2 separate regions of the Bombyx mori genome follow, and region 1 is linked to region 2. The links are chromatin contacts, called in public Hi-C maps. All regions are on one chromosome and are shown on one strand. The core of a region is the stretch at or near the end of the contact, and the rest is flanking DNA. Distances in the headings are between cores, read along the strand shown. Region 1 overlaps LOC101746640 (TATA-binding protein-associated factor 172). Region 2 holds the start of LOC101746640 (TATA-binding protein-associated factor 172).

What was found. Hi-C and Micro-C count contacts between places; a contact is called where the count stands out from the background.
Region 1: a Hi-C map of midgut shows a contact between it and region 2, with 2.3 times the contacts expected there. The contact joins the enhancer-like site here to the promoter of LOC101746640 in region 2. A contact is called at or near these places in 6 of 7 Hi-C or Micro-C datasets (middle silk gland, midgut, posterior silk gland and 2 more).

What each region holds. Positions count from the first base shown.
Region 1 is chr17:13,468,368-13,473,390 of ASM3026992v2, forward strand. It overlaps LOC101746640 (TATA-binding protein-associated factor 172), which reads left to right. Exons shown (of 34, transcript XM_038016718.2): 15 at 150-235; 16 at 862-993; 17 at 1,315-1,445; 18 at 1,754-1,850; 19 at 2,243-2,385; 20 at 3,029-3,247; 21 at 3,838-3,953; 22 at 4,669-4,799. Among protein-coding and RNA genes, the nearest start is that of LOC101739893, 18 kb to the right of the region's middle. Within about 2 kb of position 1,419, at least 1 of the 8 cell types and tissues checked has open chromatin away from gene starts, as enhancers often do.
Region 2 is chr17:13,421,086-13,425,970 of ASM3026992v2, forward strand. It overlaps LOC101746640 (TATA-binding protein-associated factor 172), which reads left to right and starts at 3,194. Exons shown (of 34, transcript XM_038016718.2): 1 at 3,194-3,364. It overlaps LOC101739431 (nucleolar protein 12), which reads right to left and starts at 3,180. Exons shown (of 3, transcript XM_004932517.5): 1 at 2,556-3,180; 2 at 2,376-2,481; 3 at 1,432-1,968. The coding sequence starts at 2,629. The coding sequence ends at 1,462. LOC101739562 (endonuclease III-like protein 1) reads left to right here. Exons shown (of 6, transcript XM_004932520.5): 5 at 239-398; 6 at 667-1,448. The coding sequence ends at 1,361.

The DNA of each region.
Region 1 (5,023 bases), core at 169-2,668, 46 kb after region 2:
ACCGGGTTAGTAGGTGAGCTCACGAGACTCAAACCTATCGTTAACACCACCGTTAACGTAAAAACCACCGGATCGGAAACGCGACCCACTGAGAAAATAATAAAATAAAAAGCTTTAATATACAAAATTATGGTGTGTCTGGTCGCCAGGGCACCTGTCGTGCTACCTGGTGCAGCCCGCGCCCGGCATCGACTACACGGCGGAAGAAGAGAGCCCCATCGACTGTTACGTGAAGGTATGTGCGCCGATATTTGAGTATTCTTCGACGTTAGATTTGAACAGTCCAGTTTATAAGATCATTTAAACTTTTCCCTTATTAATGTAAATGAATAGATTAACTTACTTGAGACCTTAGGACTTATATCTCAAGATTAACTTACTTGAGACCTTAGAACTTATATCTCAAGATTAACTTACTTGAGACCTTAGAACTTATATCTCAAGGTGGGTGGCGCATTTACGTTGTGGATGTCCATGGGCTCCAGTAACCACTTGACACCAGGTGGGCTGTGAGCTCGTTCACCCTTCTAAGCAATAAAACAAAAAAACTTCCGGTCTAAACTGTAAGTCGAGCAATGACTGGATTCCATAGACAATGTAATGTGCAGACAATTCGAAGCTTAAATCACATTATTAACGCCAACTCCCATTTTCTGTCCGGGCTATCAATTTTATCTTAAACAAATAGGAAGAAATACTCGGCCGCTAAAAATGTTTCCTTTGAGCGACTTCATAATATTGTTGTAGTGTTTTTGGGGATTTTTATTAACGGACCTCTAAGAAATCAAAACATTACAATATGAGACGATGAACAGTTGACACGAATTCAATTCGAACCTAAGATGGTAATGACGTTTCCAGGTGATGGTGGTGTACCTCCGCTCGGGCAGCGCCCTGCAGCGCCTGGTGGCCAGCCTCGTAGTGTCGGCCTGGGCGCGCCACACGCGGCGCCGCGGCCTCTACCCGCCCCCCGCCCCGCGCCCCGCACACCCGGTACGTCATCACTCGCAGCCCTCTACTCTACTCCAACCAAAAGTCACTAACGACAAACATTACTGATGGTAGGACCTCTTGTGAGTCCGCGCGGGTAGGTACCACCACCCTGCCTATTTCTGCCGTGAAGCAGTAATGCGTTTCGGTTTGAAGGGTGGGACAGCCGTTGTAACTATACTGAGACCTTAGATCTTCTATCTCGAGTTGGGTGGTGCATTTACGTTGTAGATGTCTATGGGCTCCAGTAACCACTTAACACCAGGTGGGCTGTGATCTCGTCTACACATGTAAGCAATAAAAAAAAATATTAATGCGTTCCAGGATGAAGAGAAAGATGAAAATTATGAAACGAACGACATATCAAAGCTGGCTCCGGCGTCGCTGGTGTCCACCCTGCACACGGCGCTCAACCAGGCGCTGTACTATGACGAGGTGGCTCTCAACTGCAACAGGCGAGTAGACGCTGCTCCGACACGAGCATCCTGCGCGTAACCGACCTAGGACTTGAATGTATTATTGGTGTCACGAAAAACGTAACCATAATAAAGAGTCAGTGGCGGAAATACCTTACTGCCATTTAATTTATATTAGAGAGCTTATTTTTCGTTTTTTAGTTAGTATTTTTCATGCAGCAAATAAAAGAAATTCTATACGGAATTGAGTTCCTATCTGGATTATATTTTTGACAAGTTCTGTTTTAATTACAAAATAAGATGAATAAATATTGATGTTCATAATAATTTTATCGCGTTGCTTATAGGATACTCCAAGAGGCAAGAGATTTTTTGGCGACCTTGAAACATTACAAGTTACCAGTTGACGGTGAGGAGTTCAACAATATTGTGAGATTGGAACAGGTACGTCCCAAATTAGTCATTCGTTTAATTCTAAATAAGCATATCTCTTTGTGTCTTAAACGACTTAATGTTGTTACGCCGGTAAGAGTAATACCATCTGTCATGAAATAGCAGAAACAAATATCAAAAGGACTATTATAGTAATATCGAATACGCCGTCTATTATCAAATAGCGGAAACTCATATCGAAGCGGAAGAAGTGAATTGCGAATTAAGTGTTCCTTAAGTGTTTTAAGTGTTGAATATTTTTTAATTTGTACTTTGGTGAAAGTTTTATTTATCCACGCGCGCGTAACAACAGCTTAAAGCATAGTGCGGTCGATACTAATACAGGGTACAGTTATATTTGTTTTGTGTAAGTAGTTAACGAGTAGGGTGCGTGCGTGCGGCAGGTGGTGCAGCTGACGGGCGCCGCGCAGGGCATGGTGAGCCGCATGAAGCCCAAGCGAGCCGCGCCCGCGCTGGACGAGCGCCGCCGCGCGCTGCGGGCCGCCGCCGCGCACACGCACGCCATGCACGCCGCGCTCGCCGTCGCGTACGTACCCCGCCACCGCAGATCAACACATTACACTTGAAAATTAATACGAACAGTATTCGTTGACAAAGTTAAACGTTATTACACTATAAACCAAGACAATAAAGTTAAAAATACACGAAATTTAAGGAGACCAACACCTGAACGTTGATCGGGAATTAATTAACCTTACCAACTACTAGCGGCCCGCTCCGGCTTCGCTCGGGTCTTTAACAAAATTGAAAATTATAAAGGTAGTTTGAATAATTATTATTATTTTAGTGAACTTTTATTTTCGTAACATTATTGGAGTTTTAGTAAGGATCCCTAATTTTTTAAAAAAAGACTATAGCCTATGTCACTCGGTGAAAGGTAGCTTCCAAACAGTGAAAGAATTTTTGAAATTAGTTCCGTAGTTTCGGAGTCTATTCAATACAAACAAATCTTTCCTCTTTATAATATTAGTATAGACGAGCTTAAGTATTACATTATTGTAATTAAAATGAGAAGATTGAAATTGTAATATTGTAAAATATCACATACCAACAATGTAACGTAAATTCTTACATTCGAACCTTTGATCCTGATTTTTAGCTAATTTGGATTTGATGAGTTCTGATAAACAATAAAAAAATTATAATATACTCATAAAAACGTTTCGCAGGGTTCAAGCTGCCATAGCGGGAGCCTGCGCGAATCTCCATTGCCTGCCAGAGAAACTGAACCCAGTGGTGAGGCCCCTGATGGAGAGCATTAAGAAGGAATGGTGTGAGGAACTTCAGGCGAATTCGGCGAAAACACTGGCGACGCTTTTGGCGCAGCTCGCAGACCGGGACCCCTGCCCTAATAATAAAGTGCTGATTAATTTGAAGGCCTTTCTCAGGTAATTTTATCGAGTTATTGTTGTTTCCATCAAACATTACAGTTATTAATTACAATATTACAACATTACAATAATTAACTTAACTTACTACACTTAACAATCTTGCGTTGTGGTTTGAACGATGGGATAACTATTATGCAATATAACTGAGACTGATCTCGTGTGTGCGCGATGTGCGGCGATGTTGCGTTGTCTGTGCTTTGCAGGCGGTTTTTTTTTATTGCATAGATAGGTGGACGGGCTCAGAGCCCACCTGGTATTAAGTGGTTACCTGAGCCCATAGACATCTACAGCGTAAATGCCGCAATCCACTTTAAGATATGAATTCTATATTTACAACGTATAGTTAAAACTGGTGCCCCGCCCTTCAAACCAAAACGCATCATTGCTTCACGGCAGAAATAGGTAGGGTGGTAGTAACTACCCGAGCGGACTCACAAGAGGTCCCACAACCAGTAATAGTCTCTAGCAGCCACTGAAGTTCAATTGAACCTCGAGCTCTTCTGCTCCGCTAGTTTTTGCTTTTGCGATAAGTAGCCAGTTCTGTGCCCGGTGGCCAGGCAGAGACGTAATTATACTTTGTGATGCAGATGCGACCCGGAGGTGACGCCGCGTGTGTCCTTGGAGCGCGTAGAGGAGGGCGGCGAGGACGGCAGCGGGGACTCCGCCGGGGAGGGACGCCACACGCGCCCTCTCGGACCGCACTGTGAGTACATAACTATCTAGATAATGCTCCAAATTGAAACGATCACATAAAAGTTTCTACGTTATTTATATTACCCTCACGCGGGTCTCTCGCAATAACCTCAACATTAAAAACATCGGTAACACCACAACTCTAAAACTGACCTGAGCGGACAACTCAGTTAGTGATTTTTTTTTATTGCTTAGATAGGTGAATGAGCTCACAGCCCACCTGGTGTCAAGTGGTTACTGGAGCCCATAGACATTTGCGACGTAAATGCGCCATCTACCTTGAGATATTAGTCCTAAGGTCTCAGTATAGTTACAACGGCTGCCCTGTCCTTCAAACCGAAACGCATTACTGCTTCACCACAGAAATAGGCAGGGTGGTGGTACTTACCTGTGCGGTCTCCCAAGAGGTCCTACCACCAGTAATTACGCAAATTATAATTTTGCGGGTTTGATTTTTATTAAACGATGTCACCGTGGAAGTCAATCGTGAACATTTGTTGAGTACGTATTTCATTAGAAAAATTGGTACCCGCCTGGGAATCGAACACCGGTGCATCGCTCAACACGAATGCACCGGACGTATTTATCCTTTAGGCCACGACGACTGCCAATATACTCTACAACTGCCTTAAAGGACAGTTAAATAATTGTTTGAGTTATGCTGTGGTGAACCGGAGACGAGGTCTACGTCCAGCGATGGTTGATGTTGGCACGTGATGTTCCAGTGGACAAGTACAACGGCATCCTGACGCTGCGGGAGCTCCAGCGCAGCGCCGACCGCGCCGCCCCCCGCCGCGGCCGCCCCCCCGCCGCCGCGCACCTCGACCTGGACTCGCTGCTCGACAACGAGGACGAGGTAGCTGCTTGTAGCAATCATACTCTGAACAGCTAGAAACATGTCTTAACGATCAATTTAATTTGTTAATCAATGAGCAAACAAACCTACCAATATTTATTATCTCATCATCATCATTATCCTGCCCTTATCCCAGTCACCTGGGGTCGGCGTAACACGTTTTCTCCTTCCATACTCTTCTATCATATACCATTTCTTCGCTCACTCCCCTCTTACCCATATCG
Region 2 (4,885 bases), core at 1,944-4,443:
AGATTTGTAGATGTAGATTTCCGTATCTTTTTATTTCTTTTGGACATAATTTTTAGATCAATTAATTAAAAAAATATTATCATAAAGATGGTTAGATATTATGTAATACTTTAAAACAAATTACAATTTGAATTATATGAATTGTTAATAGCCAAACTCAATGTTCAAATGTTGCAACAAATAGAGTAATAATACCAATTAAAATAAATGCATTAAGGTAATACCAATATTTTTTTAGACAAAAGTAAAATACATAAAAAAAACAACAGGAATTCTAAAAGAGCAGTACAATGGAGACATCCCCGATTCAGTCGAAAAGTTGTGCAAACTGAATGGTGTTGGTCCTAAAATGGCACATATTTGTATGAAGGTTGCTTGGAACAAGATCACTGGAATCGGTAATTACACAACATTTTTCTCAAACATAGAGGCAGGAATTGCTGTTTTAAGTCTCATCATGAAATGCATAAGAGATAGTTAACTGACTACAGAACTTACTATAGTTCTTGGCCTGTTAGCATATTATTATGCCAACTTATTGTATAGTTAAAGATCCTTTCTGGCCACAATGTTAAGAAAAGGCTGCACTGGCTTTATGACCTTAAAGTGGGTATTTGACGATGTTAAGAAAACATGCAAGCCATTTTTTTAAATGTTTTATTTTAGGTGTTGACACACATGTACATAGGATATGCAATAGGATTGGATGGGTCAAAAAACCAACTAAAACTCCTGAGGAAACTCGCCTAGCTCTACAGAGTTGGTTGCCTTTTGAACAATGGAGTGAAGTTAATCATCTACTTGTTGGATTTGGCCAAACTATATGTCAACCAATAAAACCTAATTGTGGAGAATGCCTGAATAATGATATTTGCCCTGCAAGTACTATAGGGAAAAAATCGCCAAAAAAATCTGACAAACAAACCAGAGATAAAATTGAAGTTGGAATTAAAATTGAAGCTGATATGGAAGATTTTCAAGTAAAAAATGAAAAGACTTGGAAAACTATAAGTCCAAAAGTGAATACCAAGATTCAAGATTTAGAATTGGACAAAATTAATACATCTACACCACAAAAACATCAAGATAAATTAAAAAAACCAGAATTCAATAACCAATTTGAATTACATAGTGATGCGACGTCAAATGAAAATAATAGTACAAAAGCTTCCAAGTCCTATGAAAATCTTAAACATACGAAAGACACTTGTGGTGGTAAAAGAATATTCAAAAAAGCAGATGTCCATTGCGATGAGCCTAAATTACCTTTAAAAAGAAAATCGCCTAGAGTTAATCAAAGAACAGAAACTAAAAAACTGGAAAATTTAAAAAAAATTAGAACACGGTCAGCACTAAAATAACATCTGTAAGTTTATAATAATTAAACATGTTATCTACATCTTTAAGTGTGATTTTTTTAAGAAATAAAAATTATATATTCAGTATAATTTATTTATTTCTTTATTGTTTTCGCCTCCCAATTTTCTTTTTTCCCTTAGCTTTCCGTGGATCACTTTTACCAGTCATATGCCTTTTCTTTTGCTGAGATTTTTTCTTGTTCTGAACCCTTTCCATATTACTTTTCATCTTAAAAACTTTACTCTTCTGAATTTTCTTAGTTGCTTGTTTTTTAAGCATTTTCTTTATCTCTTTTTTAGTTTTTAAGCCTTCTGTTTCAGTTTCTTCTTCATCGGATGGCTCAGCACTCTCCACATCAGATCCCATACCAGGAATATGATTTGTATTTTTGTCAGACTGATCTTTTTTTTTAGTTTCCTTTTTTTCAGGTAGTACTTTTGGTCTATTTTCACCAATAACTAGATCTTTTTTTTGTAATGTGTCTGAAGATAATTCAACAATTTTTACTTTAACATCTGCATCATCATCTTCATATTCTTCTTTCAGCAATTGCTCTATATCAGGTAAAGGACGACTGGAAACAACTAGTTTTTTGTAAGATTCTTTATTCTGAAAATGAAATTAATGATATTTACTTCTTTTTTTTTATTGCTTAGATGGGTGGAAGAGCTCACAGCCCACCTGGCGTTAAGTGGTTACTGAAGCCCATAGACATCTACAACGTAAATGCGCCACCCACCTTGAGACATCAGTTCTAAGGTCTCAGTCTATACTGCGGCTGCCCCGTCCTTCAAACCGAAACACGGCAAAATAGGCAGGGTGGTGGTACGTACCTGCCCGGACTCACAAGAGGTCCTACCACCAGTAATTACGCAAATTATAATTTTGCGGGTTTGATTTTTATTACACGTTTCCTTCCTTCATTCCTTCACCATGTAAGTCAATCGTGAACATTTGTTGAGTACGTATTTCATTAGAAAAATTGGTACGCGCCTGAGATTCGAACTAAAATTTACCTCTTGCTTAATCCGTCGTTTCTCTTCTTTCAAAAGCCTTTGTAAATCTTCTTGTGCTTTCTTTTTTCTCTCCAATTTTCTTTTACGAAAACCACATAGAAAATCTCTAAAAATAAAATATTATTCTAGTAAATAAAACCACAATATTACACCTCAATTATTTAAAATGCTTTTACATACTTTCTTTTGGCCTCATCAAATACAAGAGTTACTTTTTTCTTTCGGACTTGATTTTTGTTGTTCCTTTTCCCCATGTTGTTTTCTGTTAGGTCTGATAGAAGAAGTACTCACAGCTAATAGCACTAATTCTTAGTGAATCTTGCTTGACAAAAAAAGAATATCATAGGATATTATGATTCTTTAATCCTATAACAATTACTGAAAATCACTAATGCGTGGTAGATATTTGACAAGTAGGTAACCTAAAATCGGCAAATAAAATACAAACAAACTTCAATGTCACAAATGTCGTTTCTAATAATGTCAAATTATTTCTATAGCGTTTTGCTATTGAAATATGGGAAGATTACAGATTGATAGGCTAAAAAAACAAATAAACCTATATAATATAACGACGAGAGGAATTATTTTCACATTTTTTTAATAAACTGAATAAAATATATATGTTGTTTCCGAAATTTATTGGATTTTGAATTTTTAAATAACAAAACGCTATCGACGTTGCACTAGTTTTTGGCGTGAAATCAAGAATTTTTGAAATGCGAATACACTATTGGCCAAGACTTGCACTTAATTTTATTTATCAGGATGCGCGGAGCCAATCAGCGCACAAGTCCACAATAAAGACGGACTCATCAGCAGCATGGCTGTCAGTATAAATTTGAAGCTTGAACGATGCGCTTCCTCTCGTCACGTTGGTTTTTTTTGTTTGTGCATTTTAACGAAAATGATATCGTGTGTGATCTTGTGTGGCATGGAATATGGAAAGATTTGGGTGGAGTGACCTGATATTAGCTTGTTTGTGCAAGGTGAGTAATATAATTTCGCGATGGAAGTCTAAGGAATGAGGTCTATAAAAATAACAAGATAAATAGCACAGAAAAATCTATTGAGATCTGTCTACGTACAAGGCTTTCGTCACAATTTAATTTAGGTGGTCCAAGGTCACATTCAAAGGTCTTTGGATGTGATCTGGGGTGTACTAATTAGAGTTAATTGATACATTCGCGTAACCAGGGCCATATGTTAGCACGCGTGAAAGGATAGTCACACACGCATACCGTTACTGTGCTTTATACGATTTTGATCTAACAAAAGTCCATTTCTGTCAGTCGAATTTTGTTAACCAGTAATAAGAGAAATGAACGTTGCCTACTTTCCCGCTGACGGTGAACCAATGCGGAGGTAAATCAATAAAACATAATATTTACGAATGCGTACAATAAACACAAAAATCAAACAAATAACATTACCAACATTCCAAATGTGTATATTTGATATTATTGAGTTTTTAAACTAGTACTTAATAGTCAATTACACTGTTTAATTATTAATTTACCTTAAAAAATTGTAGAATGTAAAATTGTTATCTGGCTTATCGAATTAAATAATCAAAATCATACACAAAGATAATAACAATAAAAAGCTTTGAACACATGCCCTGAGTGTATAAATAAATGGTAACCTAAAAATGTATAAGAATAAAAAAATACGATATAAAAAATAATTTTTTTTTAATTATCTTTTTTACTGACATTGAATTGTACTACTATATTTACTTAGATTTGTTATTTTATCAAAATAATTAGGCACCCATTCCCTATTCTATACTATTGAGAAACCTAACACCATTCATTACAGAAGCTAATGGAAATGGAACAATACTTGTCAATGCTATTTGTAACTTGAGTTTAATATATAAGTAGCTTTTATCTCCATTATTTAGTTTTTCCTTTATTATTGGTAATATATTTTATATAAAGTCTTCAACTTATAATTAAGTGTTGTTTTAAATTGGTGTCTGTAACTAGTCTAAGATATGTTTATGAATTAATTTAAGAAAATGGTGAGGATTTTAACTACTTCAGTAAATTAAATATGGAGAGTTTAATGTGTTTCTTTACAGAGGTATAAGTTTGATATTTTGCATAAATTTTAGGGCATGCTAGGGCAGTTGTAGAACGAAAAAAACAAAATGGATTTTTAATTTACCACTGACTTGGAATACAGCACTAGGCAAGGATCTGTTATTTCTATTGCGGTGTTGAGCACAAATTTCACACTTCAAATGCCCACACAATTTCTTTATTAGAATAGTGGCCAGATCATATTATTATAGTCTGTACTACCGGTCTATTTCTACTAATAAACAATCATGCAGACTTCTATAAGAGTTAGATAGCTGTTACTCTTATATAATTATGACTTTGAGATAATGTTTTAAGAAGGGTGGTGAGAGCCACATTGTTGTCTATTGTATCTCCAGGTTAAAAAAACCAGGAGAGCTGTGAGTTTGTCTCCTCATCTGTCTTAAAATGTCCAAATTATCC